Linked DNA regions of Sus scrofa: region 2 is linked to region 1. Evidence: chromatin contacts called from public HiChIP or PLAC-seq data. All regions are on one chromosome and are shown on one strand. The core of a region is the stretch at or near the end of the contact, and the rest is flanking DNA. Distances in the headings are between cores, read along the strand shown.

What was found. HiChIP or PLAC-seq counts read pairs in DNA pulled down with a chosen protein or histone mark.
Region 2: an H3K27ac HiChIP or PLAC-seq map of alveolar macrophages shows a contact between it and region 1. The contact joins two enhancer-like sites. A contact is called at or near these places in 3 of 47 Hi-C or Micro-C datasets (alveolar macrophages, blood and embryonic fibroblasts) and 1 of 2 datasets of contacts at active chromatin or transcription factors (alveolar macrophages).

What each region holds. Positions count from the first base shown.
Region 1 is chr13:147,061,155-147,065,562 of Sscrofa11.1, reverse strand. All of the region lies in intron 5 of CD200R1L (CD200 receptor 1-like), which reads right to left. Among named protein-coding and RNA genes, the nearest start is that of CD200R1L, 39 kb to the right of the region's middle. Within about 2 kb of position 2,077, at least 24 of the 83 cell types and tissues checked have an H3K27ac peak or open chromatin away from gene starts, as enhancers often do. A contact at or near this core is called in alveolar macrophages, where this site is marked.
Region 2 is chr13:147,138,623-147,143,030 of Sscrofa11.1, reverse strand. No RefSeq gene overlaps it. Among named protein-coding and RNA genes, the nearest start is that of CCDC80, 63 kb to the left of the region's middle. Within about 2 kb of position 2,335, at least 5 of the 83 cell types and tissues checked have an H3K27ac peak or open chromatin away from gene starts, as enhancers often do. A contact at or near this core is called in alveolar macrophages, where this site is marked.

The DNA of each region.
Region 1 (4,408 bases), core at 828-3,327:
TTATTTGCCTATCTTCTTCACTGTGAAATCTTTTTTTTTTTTTTGGTCTTTTATATTTTTAGGGCCACACTTGTGGCAGGCATATGAAAGTTCCCAGGCTAGGGATCGAATTGGGGCTACAACTGCCAGCCTACACCAGAGCCACAGCAACGCGGGATCTGAGCCACATCTGTGACCTACACAACAGCTCACGGCAACGCAGGATCCTTAACCCACTGATCAAGGCCAGGAATTGAAGCCGCAACCTCATGGTTCCTAGTCGGATTCGTTTCCACTGTGCCACAACAGGAACTCCCAACCATGAAATCTTTAAGGATCATATTTTATTTAATATTCGATTCACATTTTACTTACTTATTTTTAGAGCTTAGTGTAATGGCTGACAAATATCAAGTAATTAATGAACATTTAATGAATGAAGGAATTAATTTACTCAGAATACATCAAAGTGAGTGCTATAGGTAGCCTTAGCAAAGCAATTTAAATAAACCCTTGGAGATCCTAGCCCTTTGGACCCTGCTTCCAGGACTTGACTGTGTTTTTCCCATGATTTCTCTATCCATCCATCCAATCCACAGAAATACCACCCCTTGGAATTTAGAGAGATATGCTGTCCTCTTCTGGCAAAGATTCCATTCCACCCCCACAATGTAATTTGGGGGTCCTCTGGCCCTTCAATACCATTTCAGGTATAAATTGTGTCTAGAGATATGTGGGAAGCTAGCAATAGACAGAACTACAGCTCTCAGTGTAGACATATGGCCAGCACTGAGAAGGAAATGCTCAGCTTTCTACCCAGGAAGTACAGGTGGACACAAATCTAAGAGAGAAAAATAGCAGAGGGAACTGCTTCCCATCTGAACACTGTGGACTCTGACTCTCACTGGGCCTGGTTACACACAGATCCTGGGCACATCTGCTATACCATCTTTATGACCTATTGTGGCTATTTAGGAATGCAGAGAGCTTGCAGTGCCCTAAAAAGAGAAAAGTCTAGAAATTTAAGAATTTCTGAGTCTTCCTATTTCTTTCTTTCTTCTAGTCCAGAAAATTCTAAGCTACAGGTCACTGGGAAGAAGGCAGGAGAATGCCAACTTCTAGATCTAGCCAGGACCTTCAGAGATTATGGAGTTCTCCTTATTATCAGAACATAATATAGTTAAGTGTTTGGAGTTCAAGGAGTAATTCTGCTGGTCGACTGTGAGCTTCTTTTCCTAAGCATCCTTGCAGTTCCCGATGGTCCCTAAGAGTTCCAGTCTTCTGGAAAAATCTTTTTCCTTTAATGGCCAAATAAAATAACTGAATCTCTGGCCAGTGTAATTTGGGGAACTGCAACACCCTCCCCAGCTTTTTGAAAATGCCTAGTGGTGTGCATGCCTTCCTCTGCTGACTTCTTGTCATCTCTCTCCCTAAACTGCTAATTCCAACTAATTTTTGGCCATCCTTGTTTTCTCATCACCAGGCCTGCCAACTATGCACTCTTTGTTCTGTTCCCCCCAAATGTGGGCAGAGTTTCCTCTTCCTTCATTTCTAAATCACCATTAATCATGCAATTGTGTCTAACAGTTTTTAACTAAATATTAACAGAGAGGCATCTTTAATTCTAATATTCTTTAGCTACCCCCTCATAGAGAATTTATGACACACCAATTCTTTTTGTAGTAAAGGCCTATTCTATTTCTTCTTTTATTTCTCAAGAGCTTTTGTAGCAAAGGCCTACTCTGTTTCTATTTATTCCTCAAGAGCTTCCAAAATTCCTCTTACTAGAACCCAGAAAGAAAACTTTTTAAGTTTTGCTGATCATTTTATTTCCCTTTATTTTGCTATTTCCAGTGCATTCTACAACCTGAGCCCTCTTCTCTGTCTAAACTGTTGGTATATTTGTCTAAACTGTTGGTATATTTCCCTAAACAGACAAATTTTCCTCTCATGCCTCTTTTCTTACATCCAGATTGTAGAAAAAACTATAATAAGATTTAAACAAGCAATTTTTAAAATCTCTCCATTGCACTTGTTTCTCAGTTTAGATGTGATGTACTTGGCATGTGAGGTCCTTGGCATGTGGTGACAATTGTTAACCATGATAACATTCAGTCTTTCCTTGAAGATAGTAAATGTCATGAATATTTCATGTGTTGTTTCACTTTTTCATCTTAGGATCCTTTCGAAGGCTTTGGTAAATTCTCTCTTGAACCCTAAGTCTCAGTCCAAACCAAACAAACTATAAAGCCCACTTCATGCGTGCTCTCATTAGCAAGCAAAGCAAGTCCACATTCCAGCTGGCTTCTTGGTAACACCCAGTGGTCAGTTTACTCTGAGTGTTAGTTTCCTCTTTTGTAAAATGAGGAAGTTGGCCTACTTTATCTGCAGCTTCCCTCTAGCTTTAAAATACCATGTGTGCCTCTTAAGGATGATGGGGGAGGAGATAAGGGTTGGACCCAGGAAGTAGAAAAGGCCAGCTAATTTTATTTGTAGCTCTGACCATCTGCTGCCATTAAGGCTAACAAGCAGCTATTTGTTTTTTAGGGAATGGAGTGATCTCAACTTCCCAGTTTAAGAAATAAGTGAGTACTAACTTTGATTAACCACTAAGAGATTCTCACATTTCCCCTTTCCCTGAGATGAGACTGTTAATACTTAACCTCTATCTTGTTTGATAAACAAAATGTTTCAGCTAAAATTAAGTGACAGTGGTAATGCAATTCAAGTTTGGAAGCAAAAAACAAAAAACTTTTCTCCTTAAGTTAATTTAAACCACTTTCCCTTTCTTCTGTAATTGTTTCAGAATTAACAACTAAGAAGACGTAAAGAATTAGTAAATGGAGGGACAGTTGTATGGAATGATAAAAGAAAAAAAAGAGCAAGATTACTGTCTGGGGTCAGATTTTAGCTTGCTTGGAAATAGTTAAAAAAATTAAGTTGAAGCACCCTCTAGTGGCTCTTAATTGTGTTTTGATAAAAGTTATTCCCAATTTCCCTCAGTTTAGGACCACAATTAATTTGTCTTATATGTATATATGCACACATATATGTGTTCAGAAAATTAAAAAAATGTTTTTTTGTCTTTATGCACTTGTAGGAAGTTGAGAGGGAGTAGCTTAGCTTTTCACTCTTCCCAGAAAATCATGGCAGTAAGAAGGGAACAGATAAGAAGCATGAATTCAGATAAATCTCTTCAGGGAATGATGGAGTCTTTTTCATGGAAAAAGATTTGATAGGTAATGTCCCATGTATTTCAGTTCCTCTGTTTCTTGGGCTCACATATTCTCTACAAGCCCACAACAGTATCTTTATCTTTCCAATTCTACAATGCAGACATGCCCTTTCATGCCTTGGGACTGGCTGACTATTAGATCATCTTTGCATATCCCCAAATGCCATTTCCTATCACAAGCATCCCTTGAGTTTATATAACCAGAAATTCTTCTGGAACTGTCTTAGAGATGGCTCTCACACCTATGATTACTATATTCTGAAGTTACATATATTTCATTATCTCTGAGGGAGGAATGAAAACAGACCATGGCCATACACATGAATTAAATATTATTTGCTTCATAATCACTAGAGGAAGAACAAAAACAGGCCATGAAAATGCACATGAATAAAGCATAACCCGTGTTGCAAGACTGAGAGCAAAGCTTGTAATTGGCAAACTCAATCAGCTTAAGCTCAACTGCATATGGAGCAAAAACCAAAAATAACAGTGCCATGAACAAAAAATGTTTATCCTAGCTCACGCCAAAGTTTAAGGTAGGTAGTCTAAGGTTGGTACGGGAACTCTGTGGTCATCAAGGTCCAGAACCCTTCCATCTTTCTTTTCTACCATCTTAGCAAGTGGATTCCATCTTCAGTGTTCCTGTGGCCAAATGTGGCTGCTGGACTTCCAGTCATCACATCCATGTTGAAATCCAGGAGGTAAGAAGGAAAAGCAAAAGAGGACCTCTTCATTTTTCTTTAAAGAGCTTTCCTAAAAATATCACACAAGATGTATGCTTACACTTCAAAAAAATTTGTGAAAAATTTTGTGGGTGGTCATGCTGAGTTGCAAAGGAAACTGAGAAATGCCTTTCAGCTAAGTTTGTTAGGGTTTCACCAACCGCTCATACTGTTACAATTAATCCATTACGTAATGCAGACAAGAAATGGAATTGAGGCACTGGAGCTCTAAAAGGTGAGGTGGCATTCAGCACTGTCACCAGTGACTCTAATAGTTCCTTAATTGGGATGGACTTATAATTTCTTCAAAAATGCAGGTACTGCTAAAAATGATTCCTGGCCTTTTATTCAGCAATCAGACCAAACATGGAATACAACTACCTAAGTAATTGCTCCAAGTGAGAAAGAGATGGGAGGTCAGCTATGGGCCGACTTGAAGGTAACACTTGTAGTAGCTCCTGCCATTACA
Region 2 (4,408 bases), core at 1,086-3,585, 77 kb before region 1:
AAATAACACAAACAGATGGAAAGATATACCGTGTTCTTGGATTGGAAGAATCAATATTCTCAAAATGAATATAATATCCAAGGCAACCTACAGATTCAGTGCAATACCTATCAAAATATCAATGGCATTTTTTGCTGAACTAGAGAAAAAAGTTTAAAAATTTTTATGAAAACACCTTGAATAGCCACAGCGATGTTGAGAAAGAAAAATGGAGCTTGAGAAATCAGGGTCCCTGTCTTTGGACTATATTACAAAAATATAGTCATCAAAACAGTATGGCACTGGCACAAACACAGAAGTACACATCAATGGAACAGGATAGAAAGCCCAGAAATAAACCCATGCACATATGGTTGATTCATCTATGAAAAAGGTGGCAAGGATATACAATGAATACAGTCTCTTCATAAGTAAAGATGGGAAAACTGGACAGCTACATGTAAAAGAATGAAATTAAAACATCCTTTATACCATACACAAAAATAACCTCAAAACGAATTAAAGACCTAAAAGTAAGACTGGATAGTATAAAACTCCTAGAGGAAAACATGGGCAGAATATCCTTTGACATAAATAGCAGCAATATCTTTTTGGATCCATCTCCTAGAGTAATGGAAATAAAAGCAAAAGTAAGCAAATGGGACCTTATTAAATTTAAAAGATTTTGCACAGCAAAGGAAACCATAAACAAAACAAAAAGACTTCCTACACAATGGGAAAAAATATTTGCAAATGATGCAACTGAAAAGGGATTCATCTCCAACATATACAAATAGCTCCTACATCTCATATCAAACAAACGAATAAATGACCCAATCAAAAAAAAGTGCTGAAGATCCAAAAAGACATTTTTCCAAAGAAAGCATACAGATGGCCAAAAGTCACATGAAAAGATGCTCAGTATTGCTAATTATTAGAGAAATGCAAATCAAAACTACAGTGAGCTATCACTTCACATCAGTCAGAATGGCCATAATCAAAAAGTCTACAAATATTAAATGCTGGAGAGGAGTATGTGGAGAAAAGTGAACCCTCCTACATTGTTGGAGGAACTGTAAATTGGTACCTCTATGGAGAACAGTGTAAATTCCTTAAAAAACTAAAAATAGAGCTACCGTATGATCCTGCAATCCCACTCCTTGGCATCAATTCAGAGAAAACCGTAATTTGAAAATATGCATGCACCACAATGTTCATAGCAGCACTATGTACAGAAGCTAAGACATAGAGGTGACCTAATTGTCCATTGACAGATGAATGGATAAAGAGGATGGGTGTGTGTGTGTGTGCACGCACATGTACGTGCACAATGGAATACTACTCAGCCATAAAAAAGAATGGAACAATGCCATTTATAACAACATGGATGGACCTAGAGATTATTACGTTAAGTGAAGTAAGACATACAGAGACAAATATGATATTGCTTATATGTGGAAAAAAGATACAGATGAATTTATTTACAAAACAGAAATAGACTCAGACATAGAAACAGACAGACATAGAAACAGAGTTACTTTTTGGGAACAGGGAGAGGGATAAATTAATAGGCTGAAAGTAAAATATACACACTACTATAAATATAAAACCAACAAGGACCTACTATATAGCCCAGGGAACTATATTCAGTATCTTCAATAACTTATAAAAGAATGAGAATGTATGTGTAATTGATAACCTAGTCAATCATTTTGCAGTTGAGGAGAACAGAGGGGGTAAAGGCTTACATGGGCATGTGCTAGTTACTGGCAACTAGAACCCAGACCTCCAGTATCCTTGCCCTGAATCGTATAGTCTCAGGATGAGCTGTGTTTTGGGAAGGAAGGGTAAGGTAACATCCAGGATTTGAGACTGACACTCATGGTGACCTTGGCCACCATTAGGTCAAAGGGACTCAGACTTCCATGCATTTTAAAGAGGAAGTATGTTCTAGCATAGAAGTAAGCAGGCTTGCAGTTCTGCCAGCTCGATATAAAAGAGCATCTAACAGCTCGATGGAACTCAGATCTGGAATCATCATCCTGAAACAAAAGCATAAAGTTACAGGAAAGGGATTTGAAATATTAACTTGTTATTTAAATTGAACTTAACAGAATTGGATCTGTATCAAATAAACATTCAGAGAGTATATTTTTCACCTTCATTTTGAGAATATCAGCAATAACAGATAAAAGTAATACTAGATAAAAAGAGAAGACCTCCCTAGGCCTCCCCATACTTGCACTGCTCCTATATAATTAAAAAAAGTAGAAGATAAGATATAGAAGACAGACTTTGCAAAGAAACAGTTGGGTCATTTTACCACTTCAGTTACATCTTGTGGGATGTTGAGTCACAGATTCTTCTCTTACAAAACATGCAACTGACAGTATGTTTACCACGTATGATCTAATTAAGATGAATATATGTGGAACCACCTAAGTAAAGGTAGATGTAGTGAGTGGCAGTGCACTGAACCAGCTTCTTCTGTTCTGAGGGAATGCAGAGGGCATATTTTATCTTCTATGAAGTAAAAATAGAGTTAAGACTGGGCCATGTGCCTGGCCAGCTCACCCTTGGAGCTTAGCACATCTTGGCTCTTGCTTTACAGAGAAAAGCAAGGAATAATATAATCCTCATAGTCTTCTAGCCACTAAGATCCTCAAACCCATTCTCCATCTGTCAGGGTGCTAATTTGTTTTGAACATTCATTCCTTCTTTCCAGAGAGTCTTCCCAGGGTAGCTCAGCCTTCTTCCAAACTACCCACACAGCCTGACTTCTGTGTTCCTTCAGTTGGAATTCTACTGCAAATGCATTTGGCTGGCTTGTTTCCACTAATTTAGAAGCTGCTTAACAGATATCTGACTCTCATGTATGTTGGTCAGTGGCCTGCAGCACTTTGCTCTGTGAGTGTTCATTAACAGGTGTGGCTGTTCTACAGGATAGGGAGTTCAGCTTCTATAGGATAGGGAGTTATTGTACTCTTTTCAAGCTCTCCTGAAACTATGGCTGAAATACAGACTTTAAGGTAGTGAGAGTTGTGGGGAACAAAGAATAAGAGAAGAAGATTATGCCTTAAAACTTCCTAGGAAACTAATTTACATGATCTATATTTAATCTCTCATATGATTATAACCCATGTAAAATGAGGGCTGGTTGTTCTTGATTTGAAATCAAGTGCAACCAAGACATTTAAACCACATCACTCTGATTCAGAAAGCTTTCAAATATTTACTAGATCTTTGTTTTAATTTCCTTAAAACTTTCTAAAAATCCTTTTGAGGCATTTTTCTTCTCCCCAAGTTTCACATCACCAAGGGTACCTTCCCTCAAATTTTGATAAATAAAATCCTCCGTCTAGTTATGTACTGATAGATTAAAGAACATATTAAAGTTACAAAGAGGATCTATGTGCATTTTCTCACTGTTTAGCTAAAGAACATTTATTGAGCACGTGCTATGTACCAGTAATGGTTTTAAGTTTTGTGGATATAAAAATAAATACAACACAATTCCTGCCTATTGACGATGAAAATAGCAGAGCAGGCAACACAACTGCCTCCATTTTATAGGAAAGAACCTACACTTAGAGATTGAGGGAGGCCATATAGCTGATGACGATGACAGCTGAACTAGACCCAGGACTGTCTAACTTTTGGATCATCACTCTCCAGTTGTCTGCCCAAGAGTTTGTTTTTCACAGATTGAAAAATCATGAGATGTTTGGAAAACAAAACCAAAATGACAACAAAAAATCCTTTTAGTTATGCTCAGTTAGAACTCTTAAACTGGCTTAAAATTAATAGTTACAGCCAAATGGAATTTGACATAGATTTCTATATGGCATCTCCAGCAGTGCTATCCAATAGAACTTTCTGAAAAGATGAAAATGTTTTGTGCTATTTAATACAGTAATCACTAGGTACAGGCAACTACTGAGCCCTTGAAATGTGGAGGAACTGAATTGTTTAATTTATTTTATTTTAATGGATTTAAATTTAAATAGCAAGTTGAGGCTCTATCCTTTGCAGATCATGGCAGTATTGCAGATGATGATGAAATTTTTACATCTTTTACTGGAGGAGAATATCTCCCTAAGTAGCATAGAAATTTAATTTGCTTTAATATTTTCTTGACTCGGAAGTAAAAATGTAGTAGAAACAGAAAAAGACAGATAAAGATGCTGACAGGAGAAGCACAGAAGGATTCAACCTTTCACAAAGCAAAATAAGTGAAAGAAGATGGTGATGGCCATCCCACACGATGATCACTGGTAGGAAAAATATCCTTCTCTGGCGATAGAGAAAATTACACTTGCACTGATGGGAAAAATCAGCTTGGCTTACAGAAATCTATGTCTAAAGGAAATAGCTTGGCTATTTTTATCTATTTAAGCCTATTCATATTACTGAATATTAATAAACCCTG